2 separate regions of the Hordeum vulgare genome follow, and region 1 is linked to region 2. Evidence: chromatin contacts called from public Hi-C data. All regions are on one chromosome and are shown on one strand. The core of a region is the stretch at or near the end of the contact, and the rest is flanking DNA. Distances in the headings are between cores, read along the strand shown.

Region 1 (5,561 bases), core at 815-3,314, 560 kb before region 2:
TAATCCATGTATGCTCCAAGGCTGAGAGTAATGGGCATAGTACAGGCAGTTGCTCCTCCCTCCCCACTTCTCCGGGGTCAAACAAGAAAACGGCGGGCTCCTCACATCACCCCCTACAAAGAGTGCCCAGTTGTCCAGCTTCTTCACCTCCACCCATTTTGCAGGTCTGGTTGACATATCAAGGCGGAAGGGTTTATACAAGACTGATGCTCCAAATGATAAGCTCATGTAATGGTCAACCATGAGAAGCATATCACCACAGACCACCAACCATGGTCTTAGATATGGGCATTCAGTCCTGTCGTCCCACCACTCAGTTGTTATCTCCTGCAGGCCAAGCTGGGGGGCAAACTTCAGAATGTAGATCCTCTGGGAATAATCCATGGCAATGAACTGACCATTGAATTCCACAATCTGATCTATCCGTGCATCCGAAAGCTTGAGTTCAGACCAAGAGTCACTTCCAACCGGCCAATCAAACAGGGAGGATTGAGTGCTGACAAGGAGATGGCAGTTCGGCGATGCAAGGGGAGCTGTCAGGGTGCCACCAAAGTAGAACTCCTCCTCGCAGTCACCACTGAATGGGAGACATGGAGGTGAAACCTCGGCACCAGTGAAAACATCAACAATAAGACACTTTCCTTGGCGGCAGCAGATGAGATGGCCATACGAAGAGCCAGCAAAACGCATCCTCTGGAAAGTTTCTTGAGGAATCTGGCAGTGGAGGGCTCTGTTCTGGTTGGCTAGATCAATGACCTTACATGTGCGTAGCTTGTGCCGACCATTGCTGGAAGGGAGATGAGGGGCTTGGACACGAATATTGGGTCGGACGAGGAGAGGCGGGAGTTTGGTGCAGATGGTCGATTTGGATGGGTACGAAGAGAAGGCAGCACGCCAAGAACCACAGGTGCTAGCAAACGCAATAAGGTCGATGAAAGATCCCAACAGAGGAACAATGGAGTGAAGCAGTTTATCTGGGAGGTCAGCCCAACCTTGGTGCCCCAACACTCCTGGGGGAGTGGAGACAGATGGGTTAGACAATTTGCTCGGGCTTTGCGTGATGGCAAACTCTCTGCAAAACACAACAAATTCAAGGAAGAAAGGTTAGAAAGATTAGTCCAGCAACAAATGAAGAAAGGCAGACAGCATGCTTGGACCATGGATAAGCAATTGAGCACGTGTTGTTCTCCAGATCTTATATATCCCTTACATGTCAAGAAAGTCGACACTTACAAATAGCAAGAAAGTCGACACTTACAAATAGGCAGCAGGTTGATCGATTGAATTTGTAAGATGGTTGTGACAGGGCTAAGATGATAACATGCACAGATAAGAATTTTATTTTGGAAAACCACCATGTAGTTAAAACTTCTTGTGACAGCGAAAACCACCTGCATCTTCAGAGCATGGCATTGAAATGGTGACGAACGCTCTCGCATTTTGCTTGGCTGTAAACACTGAATAAACCATCTGCAGTTATAGCTCTATTACTAACAATGCCCTACCAATACCGACTGTCAGTACATGCACAGTACGGATACACTGAAATTCCAGGGGCGCTTCAACTTGGGTAGTTTTTATACTCCTTCCCATGTGCAAATCACGTAGTGGGGTATGACGAACGCTCGACCTAATTTTCTTCTCAAAACCAACAAACCAATTCTACTAGCCGTACACGCGCATCCCATCTAGGGTTCCAAGGCGGCTCGGTAGTATATCTAAATCGTTTACGGCGAAATCGAGTGAATAATCCAAACCAAAGGACAGCAGAGACGCGATTCGAGTTCTTCCCACGAGAAGGATTGCTTGCAGGGTTGCACGACGGAGTAGATAAACGACGCGCACACGAGAGATGAACGAGGGAAAAAGTGATGAGAAACTAGGGTTCAGGGAAGAGGGAGAGGGCGGGAGAGGGGGAGGGCGCAGGCCTTGAGGAGGATGCAGGCGCTGGCGACGACGACGTCGACGGCGACGGCTGGCGGCGTCGCCGCAGGCGGCTCGCTTTCCTTCCCATCCGCTTCCGGAACACCCTCGAGCAGTGATCTCTCTCTCTCTCTCCAAACAAGGCCGCAGGGGGGCAGGGGAGGTCCTATCTGCCGCTCTCTGGGGCAAATTGCTGGCCGCACGCACAGGAGGATATCCTTACTGGGCCGGCCCAAGTTAGCGACCAGCAGCGAATATGGTGACCACAAAAATGGTCGAGTTATGTAGGCATAGAATGCTCCTAGGCCGGCCCATATTACTTTATTGTTTGAAACAAATTTAATAAATGTTTTTCTACTTTTTTCAAATTCCATAACACTTTTAAAATTTTCGGAATGTTTTTCAAATTTCGTACAAAATTACTTTTAAATCCGAAACACTTTAGTAAAAATATCAGAACATTTTACTAAATTCCGGAACATTTTTTCAAATTTCGGAACATTTTTATAAATTTTTGAACCTTTTTTCAAATCCAGAACATTTTTTGGAATTCTGGAACATTTTCTAATATTCCTGAACATTTTTTAAATTCTGGAATATTTCTTAAAATCCGGAACATTTTTCTAATTTTCAGAACTTTTTTATAGAAAAATCCGAAACATTTTATTAAAAATACCATAACATTTTTTCGAATTCTGAAACATTTTTTAAAATTCCAGAAGTTTTTTTTAAATTCTAAAACATATTTTCAAATTCTGAAACTTTTTTGAAATTCCGAAATATTTTTTAAAAATCCAATTTTTTTTAAATCAGTAGTAAATAAAAAAGAAAACAATAAAAAGAAAAACAGATTCAGGAAATGTTTTAGAGGGTGCTTGGATCCAAGGGACTAAAACTAGTCTGATTAAAAATAATCTCTTTAAGAGGCTAAAGTTCCAAGAACCCCTGATTAAAGAGAGGCTAAAACTAGTCTTGAGGCTAAAATCTTTTAGTCAGGGGTACCCCTACTAAAATGTGGATTAGTCCTCTCTCTCCTCATTTAACTCTTCTCCTTTAACAAATGCAAGTTCTGGATTGGAGGGTTTGGAGAATAATAAATGTTCATTAACTTGATTTTAGTCTCTTTAGTATTTGGATCCAAGCATGGGTAGCCCTGCAAGTTTTAGTCCCACTACTTTTAGTCATGGGACTAAAACGTATCCAATCACCTTCTTAGAAAGCTCCCAAACCAGAAAAAAAACGGCAAGAAAAAGTTTCCAAAACCGGAAAACTTGGCATATAAATGGGCCGGCCCATTCCCAAACACTAGTCGGATGCGCCTGTCCGAAGACCAGACAAGGCGACGCAGAGAGCGTGGATTTCTGGGGGGCAGCGCCATGTCTCGCGTCAGGAGCCTACGTCTATAGGCCAACCCAGGCGCGCGCGAATTCACGGACTAGTTTTATTCTTTATCTTCACGTTTATTTTTCCTTTTTATTACTTTAGTTTCTATTTCCAGATATTGTTAAACATTTTATTTATATAAGTTTAGAATTAAATATTTGAAAAGAAAAGTTAACCAAGAAACTGAAATAATTTAAGTGTGTATAAGGAAATGTTTCTCATGTATAAAAAAATGTAAAAAACAATATACAATATGTGTGTAAAAAATTTATCCTGTATTTAAGAAAAGTTAATAAAGTATTTGGAAACTGTTAAATAAGTATCTGAAACATGTTAATCAAGCATTGGAAAATGATTAACATGTATTAAAAAAATATCGAACTTGTATTTGAAAAATAGTAATCAACCATTTGAAAATTTGAAGTTTGTATAGAAAAAATTTGACCACGTATAGAATAATTGTTAATCTTTTATTTGAAATTTGTATAGAAAAAATGTTAAAGATCTGTATTAAAGAAGTTTTACCATCTATTCAAAAAAGTATTAAACTTATACTTGTAAAATGTAAAATATGTATAGAGCAAATGTTTCTCCTATATACAAAAAATATACATTGTGTGTGAATAGGAAATATTAGTAAAGCATTTGAAAAAAATAAACAAGTATTTTGAAAAAAATGTTAAAAAAGCATTTGAAAAAAAGTGAAATGTGTATGGAAATATTGTTGACCATATATTAAAAAAATTAACCAAAAAACAATGAAAATAGAAAAAATTAACCATAGAGAAAATAAAACGAAAGCAACAAGTTCAAAAAGAATGTAAAATAGTTAAAATTAATAAAACAAAACAACGAAAAACTCTTGAAAACCAAGAAAGAAAGAAAAAATGATGAAAATGAAAACCAATAAAAAATGACAAAGAAAAATCACTAAAACCGAAAAAGAAAAATGAAAACCAAAGAAAAAAAATGCAAAAGAATGAAATCAATTAAACCCGATAATGAAATAAAGAAAACCAAGCAAAGTACAAAAGGAAAAGAAAAGAAAGCCGAGAAAAAATGCCTAAAAACCGCTAAAGCAAAAAAACATAGAAAAATGAAAGAAAATAAAAAAATAGTGAAAGAAATGAAGAAAAGTGGTAAAAACAAAATAAATCAAAGAAAAAGACGATGAAGAAGCAAGAAAAAAGGGAAAGAAAAAGAAAAGAGCAAATAAAACTTGACCCAAAGCACTATGTGCAACAACGAGTGAGCAATATGAGCTTGCTAGCAAGCGAGGTGAGCTAATGGGCCGGCCCTATAAGCACCCGTTTTTGGCGAGACGAGAGCTATATTGTCTATAATCGAGATATAGCTCTCACGGTCGTAGGAGATATTGTATCGAGAACCTAATGTGGGCTTTTGTGTGTGCTTGTTGTGAGTTGGGCCATACTGAAGCTTCTTAAAACAAGCGCACAACCCCCTAAAATAATAATCATAGATGATAAAAAGTTAAAAAGTAGAAAAAAAATATTTTTGTGTGATCCAAGATACTCAAGTGTGTGATATCCGTTCAACACTTTGGGGTGTTTGAACATTCAAAGAGCTTGTGGCAAGAAAGACGAAATTGGCTGCGAACAATGTTTTATTAATGTTTCTCAAACATCCAAAAATTGTTTGCCATGAGCTCCTCGAATGTCCAAACTTCATAAATTTTGGACACACATCACATACAGGAGCATCTTGCATGCCTAAAATTCAGCTTTTTTTTATTGATTTTACTATTCATGGGCGAGAGCATGAGAGCTTAGGAGCCAAAACTTCGTGTCCAATCAAAAACACCTACTTGATCCTATTTAGAGGAAATTTCCTACTATTTATCCTCTATGAGATGCCGCCTTTCCAAATCCCTATAAAAATGACAATCACCAAAAACCTGTTAGGGGCTTCAGCGCGGGAAAACGGGGAGCAACCTTCCTCAAGCGGATTGGTCACCACGTTGAGATGACCAATGTGACCACCATCGAGCCCGCATCGCTCCTCTCACATTCACGTTGTTGCCGCAACCATGTTACCATTCACGTTGATGCCGTCCCAACCTGTTCGTCGCCATCCGTACCGACACAATGGTATGTCATTGATGTCCCAATCTATAAAGGAGAGGGCAATTGCATGCCTTGTTATTCCAGGCTATCTTCAAGTGGACAAAGGGGAGGGGTACCACATCTGGATCCGATGGAGGGTCTTAGGCCAACTCCACCGCGCAACCCCATCTT
Region 2 (4,830 bases), core at 1,974-4,473:
TATTTGTAGGCGTTAAATAATTTCAAGCAGTTCCTCTATCAAAAGGAACAAAGATCCTCCTTCTCACTGAAAGACAGTGCCCTCTATATCTATCAAACTCTTTGATTACTCCTTTGTGGAGTTTGATGATTTTAAGAAAACGATGTGATTCTTCCTGTTCGATCCTTCTCCGATGAAATGGATTATTACCACGCTTTTTGCCGGCTGATAAAAAACTTCTTGAGGGTAGTGATTTAATGATTTTGGCAACTTTAATTGAAGTCTAGGAAAATCCCCTAAGGTAAGGGATAGGTTGCTTTAATTAACTAATCGAGCCCCTTGAGTACACACCATTTTTAGCAATGGCTTGTAATGTGTCATCTCTTTCACTACCAGCACCCTTCATCATAACTTCTACTCGTTGCAAATACTGTATGCATGAATACCATCTACTGTTGTTCTTTGACCAGCACAAGGTGATGCTATGCCTTTTTTTGTGCATTTGAATTCACAAGTACCGGCCGATGACCAGAAAATGGGCAGAGCAGATAATTCAACATAACAGATTGCAGTCTTTCAATAGTTCCAAGAAAATAAGCAGTCCTGTTTAATCTGGTACAGAATGACATTGTGCCATTTTTACAAGCATGAGGAAGTTCATGCCATCATCAAAGGATGTTGATGGAGTAGATGTTTAACTTGCTATAGTTGACTCTAAGGCCCGAGGCAAAGGCAAAAGAATCCATCAACAATTCAGAAGATCCAACTTCTCAACCTGAGCTCATAAAAATCAGGGTACCAAAGCACTAGAGGGAAAAGAAAATCAGAGCTAGAAGACGGAGCAAGTGGTCTTGTTAAGTGCCCTGTGAACCAGAGCAGTTCTTTCATCCTCAATGCTATTCTTTTTATCATGTCATCTTTTTTTTTTTTTTTTTTTTTTTTTTTTTGCGTTAGCATGTTATAAGATGATATCTTTTGGCGTTAGCATCTGTTTCATATTTTTATTTCTATCGAACGGTTTTCTCGGCTGAATTAGCATTGTGCTGTGCAAACAGATCGCCGGTCGGAGACGCACATTTACAAGACTTGAAATTTGAAGTGAGAACAGCTGAGAACATACATGATCAGTACAGGCAATGGTAAACTGGAGTGAAGCAAATAAACACGCACGCAAAGGGCTACACCATCAGACACACTGCTTGCACAACGCATTGCCCTGTGAACCTACGCGCTTCCAAGAGGAATGTTCAGTTGCCCGGCACGACCGCACGACATGGGTTGGAGATGAGGAATGTTCACTTGCCCAGCACGACAGGGGTTGGACGTTCGTTGGTGGCCGCCGGGGGCTGCTGGTCGAGAAAACGGACGACGACGCAGGTGATGTTGTCGGCGCTTCCCCTCCGGGTCGCCTCGACGAGGAGCTTCTTGGCCGCCTGCTGCGAGTCCACGATCGGCTTCACCATGGCCACCGCTTCCTGGTAAACAGAGCAGTCATCTCAGAATTCTGCTTCTTGCTAGCTGCGAGTTCAGTTCAGCTCGTACAAGGATGAGTGATGTTTTTTACCTCGTTGGTCACGACGTCCCACAGTCCGTCGCTCGCCAGGATGAGGAACTCCAGAGAGCTGTCGACCACCTCCTCCTGTTGTGTTCCAAAATCTCATGTCAGGGAACAATGTTTCTGTCTTGGTGACACATGGTTGCAGAACTCTGAAGATAGATACTGACCTTGATCTCTGGATCGGCAACCACGTACTGCTTCAACAGTTTGTCACCAAACGCTCGAGAAACGGCAAGCACGCCGCCTACACGCCATGTACCTACAGATTACATTGCCACTGAACAATGAGCCGAAAGATTCAAATACCAAACTGGAAGCTACCACTCTCAGAACATGTCAATATGTACACACCTGCCCACATGACGAAGCCTCCGGCATCCTCTATCCTCTGCCTCTCGTCTGTCTGGTCAGGCTTATGGTCCCTTGACACCGCTATAGCTGCACGCACCATCAAGATGGTCAGGATCATGATCCATTCATACAACAGAGACATGCACAACCTGATTAATAGCCACAGGTGAGGCACGCCGTTCCAAATTGCTGGAAACATGATCCGAAAACGATGTCGATCGGCGCTTACCATCACCACCTCTACAAATGACGGCCCTGGAATCCCCAACGTTTGCCACCACCAGGCGATCACCAACAAGAATGGCCGTGGAGGCCGTCGACCCTGCATCTCGGTTGTGGGCGGTATCGGCTTTCAGGAGCTCTGAATCCGTATGGGTGAAAGTTTCAGCTGCAGAGGAATATTATATTTCAGTGACGAAATATCAGTGCCCAATTAAGCAATAGTACGTTCTGCAATGTGTTCTGATCAACAGAATGCTATGTCGAATTCAGGGAAACATATATAACAGTACCAATAGCAGACTTGGTATCGGTGAAGAACTTTGGGTGCTTGATTAAGTTGCTGAAAAGGTTCTGCTTGACGAACTCCGCCGCTCGAGCTCCACCATGGCCTGCAGTAACGGATCAGTAATCAGCCATCTCTGCTGCCTAAGGTAGTTCGCTGACAAAACTCCAAACCCCATATTATCTTACCGTCGAAAACACCGAACAGCCCGACGGTCTCTCCATCGACGCCATCGATTCTTGTCTCGTGGAAGTCCTCCATGGAAGATCTTTTCCCTAGGCAGCTCGCATAACCATAGCTAAACTTACCATTCTCACTGCCACGATAAAGAACAAATTAATACCATCCACACGGAACAATGATCCGAGCTAAAATCCTTTAGATGCATTTCAGAATTAACTCGCCATCGTCATTAGAATGCCATAACATGATGCTAGTATATATACAACAATAACAAATTTGCCATTTCCCGCATGCATGATGATGATGATGATGATGATGCACCAAAAGTTAGAAACCGAACGCGGACAGGGACAACAGCGGCGGTTCACCAAGAAGAACGGCAAAGGTGCACGAACGAGAAGAAATGGCGAGATCACGTCAGATGGTATACCTGAACCCGCCGCCACTGACAGGCCTGGTGTCCCCGCGGTGCCCCATCTATCGGCGGAGGATGACAACGGCCGGCCGGATTCCTCTTCAACGCGCAAGCGCAACACGGCCGGTGATGGCGGGCGGCGACGAGGGAAGAAGAAGAACCAATGGTCCCGGGAGCCTCTCGCGGTCGTAAATAGGGAAGCTGGAGGAGAAACCGGAGGCGGAAGCTCAAGGAGCTCGTGCGCCTAAAAGGGGGGCGGGGGCGCGTGCGGTGGCGGGGGGAGGAGCCCGACGGGCGGTGCCGTGCGGGGGCACGTGGCGGCGCGGGAAAGGGGGCGGGGTCAATGGCGTGGACGCGCCGGGAGGGCCCGTGCAGTCCACGGCTTTTCTTGGATCTCTCGCTCGACCATCATCATGGACATGAGAAGGGTCGACTCTCTCCCCTCCTTCGTGTTGGTTTTGGTTTCGTGGTTCTGCGCCATGACTCGGCTCGACCGGCCGGGCGTCGGCGAATCGAATCGGGACGGTGGCGGTCGTGGATTAGGTCGTGGACACGGAGGCGCTCGCATGCACGTGGCGTGGCCATGGGCCATGGCGGGACGAAGGTGTGCGTCTCTGGATGAGTTACACGTGTCCGCTTGCGGTGCGGCACACGTCCGAGCGCCCAATAAATGGTACGAGTACTGCGCTGCCGGCTGGCCGGCACGTCAGTGTTTGGTGCCGTGACGAACTTCTAGCGGCGGTGTTGATTCGTACTTCCTCCGTTGCTAAATACTCGCTCCAAAAGTATTTAGATTACTTTTTTTGAATGGATTTATTCAGCAAAAGCCTCGACAGAATCTGTCAAAAGAAACGTTACAAGAAAACTAGGTTTTGAGTCAAGCCAACATCCTGTCACATCATGTGTGCTTGCTTGCTTGGCACACAGATGCGGTACCGGCTGGCCGGTCCGTGCACACGTCAGTATTTGGTGCCGTGATGAACTTCTAACGGCGATGTTGATTCGTACTTCACTACTTTCTCCGATCCTAAATATAAAATATATGTCTTTTTAAGGTTCTGACACATGATTCTGTCACATGATTACTATATGTAATTCATGTCAATAAATAAGCGAATTTTATATTTTCTAAACGTTTTTGGTTTGTTTTCACGTCCCAACGCAACCAATACCATGGGGTCTGAATAGGACGCATGACAGGCTCGTGCGATAACTGCTCGAATCATCCGTGCGCGTGTTCTTTTGAAACAGGCTTTCGCCCCGCTTTATAGATAAAGCAAATACTCCAACATCCAAACAACCACAACCCAACATAGTGAAGAAAAAGAAAATTGTTGGGGCCAGAACACAATCACGCCCAAGTGAAAGGAGAGGAAACATAAAAGGCCACCATAGGGGCAAGCTAAGAAGCAGGCGAACGGACGGAGAGCCGTCGGGCGGACGTCAGCAACGCGTCCAAATACAGCTGAAGCCGGTCACGGTCTCGGGGCCTAACGAGCGGATGCCAGAGCTGCAAGAAGGCAAGAAATTTGAAGAACGAGTCAGAGACACGCCGCTGAAACACGTGCTCAATCATCATTTTATTGCGAGTAGTCCAAAGAGTCCACATCATAGCTGCGAAGACAAACCAGAACAATCGGCGCTTACAGCCAACCTGAGTGGCCCTTACCTGCAGAAACTCTGCAAGATCATGAGCCTCCCACTCCGGTTCCAGAGCCTCACGCACAAAGCACCAAAGTGCCTGCGCAGCTACGCAAGAGAACAAAATGTGTGTTCCCGTTTCCGGTATGCGACACAGGGGACAGATGTCGTTGCCCGGACCATGGCGTTTCAATACCT

Evidence for each region. Hi-C and Micro-C count contacts between places; a contact is called where the count stands out from the background.
Region 1: a contact with region 2 is called in a Hi-C map of leaf, with 2.4 times the contacts expected there. The contact joins the promoter of LOC123410526 here to the promoter of LOC123409542 in region 2. A contact is called at or near these places in 2 of 6 Hi-C or Micro-C datasets (leaf and seedling).

The regions. Positions count from the first base shown.
Region 1 is chr7H:571,336,070-571,341,630 of MorexV3_pseudomolecules_assembly, reverse strand. LOC123410526 reads right to left here and starts at 2,064. Exons shown (of 2, transcript XM_045103474.1): 1 at 1,929-2,064; 2 at 1-1,072. The coding sequence starts at 2,014.
Region 2 is chr7H:570,773,041-570,777,870 of MorexV3_pseudomolecules_assembly, reverse strand. LOC123409542 (probable protein phosphatase 2C 59) reads right to left here and starts at 3,223. Exons shown (of 8, transcript XM_045102410.1): 1 at 3,007-3,223; 2 at 2,582-2,709; 3 at 2,401-2,499; 4 at 2,118-2,276; 5 at 1,889-1,975; 6 at 1,705-1,796; 7 at 1,544-1,618; 8 at 1,056-1,454. The coding sequence starts at 3,053. The coding sequence ends at 1,275.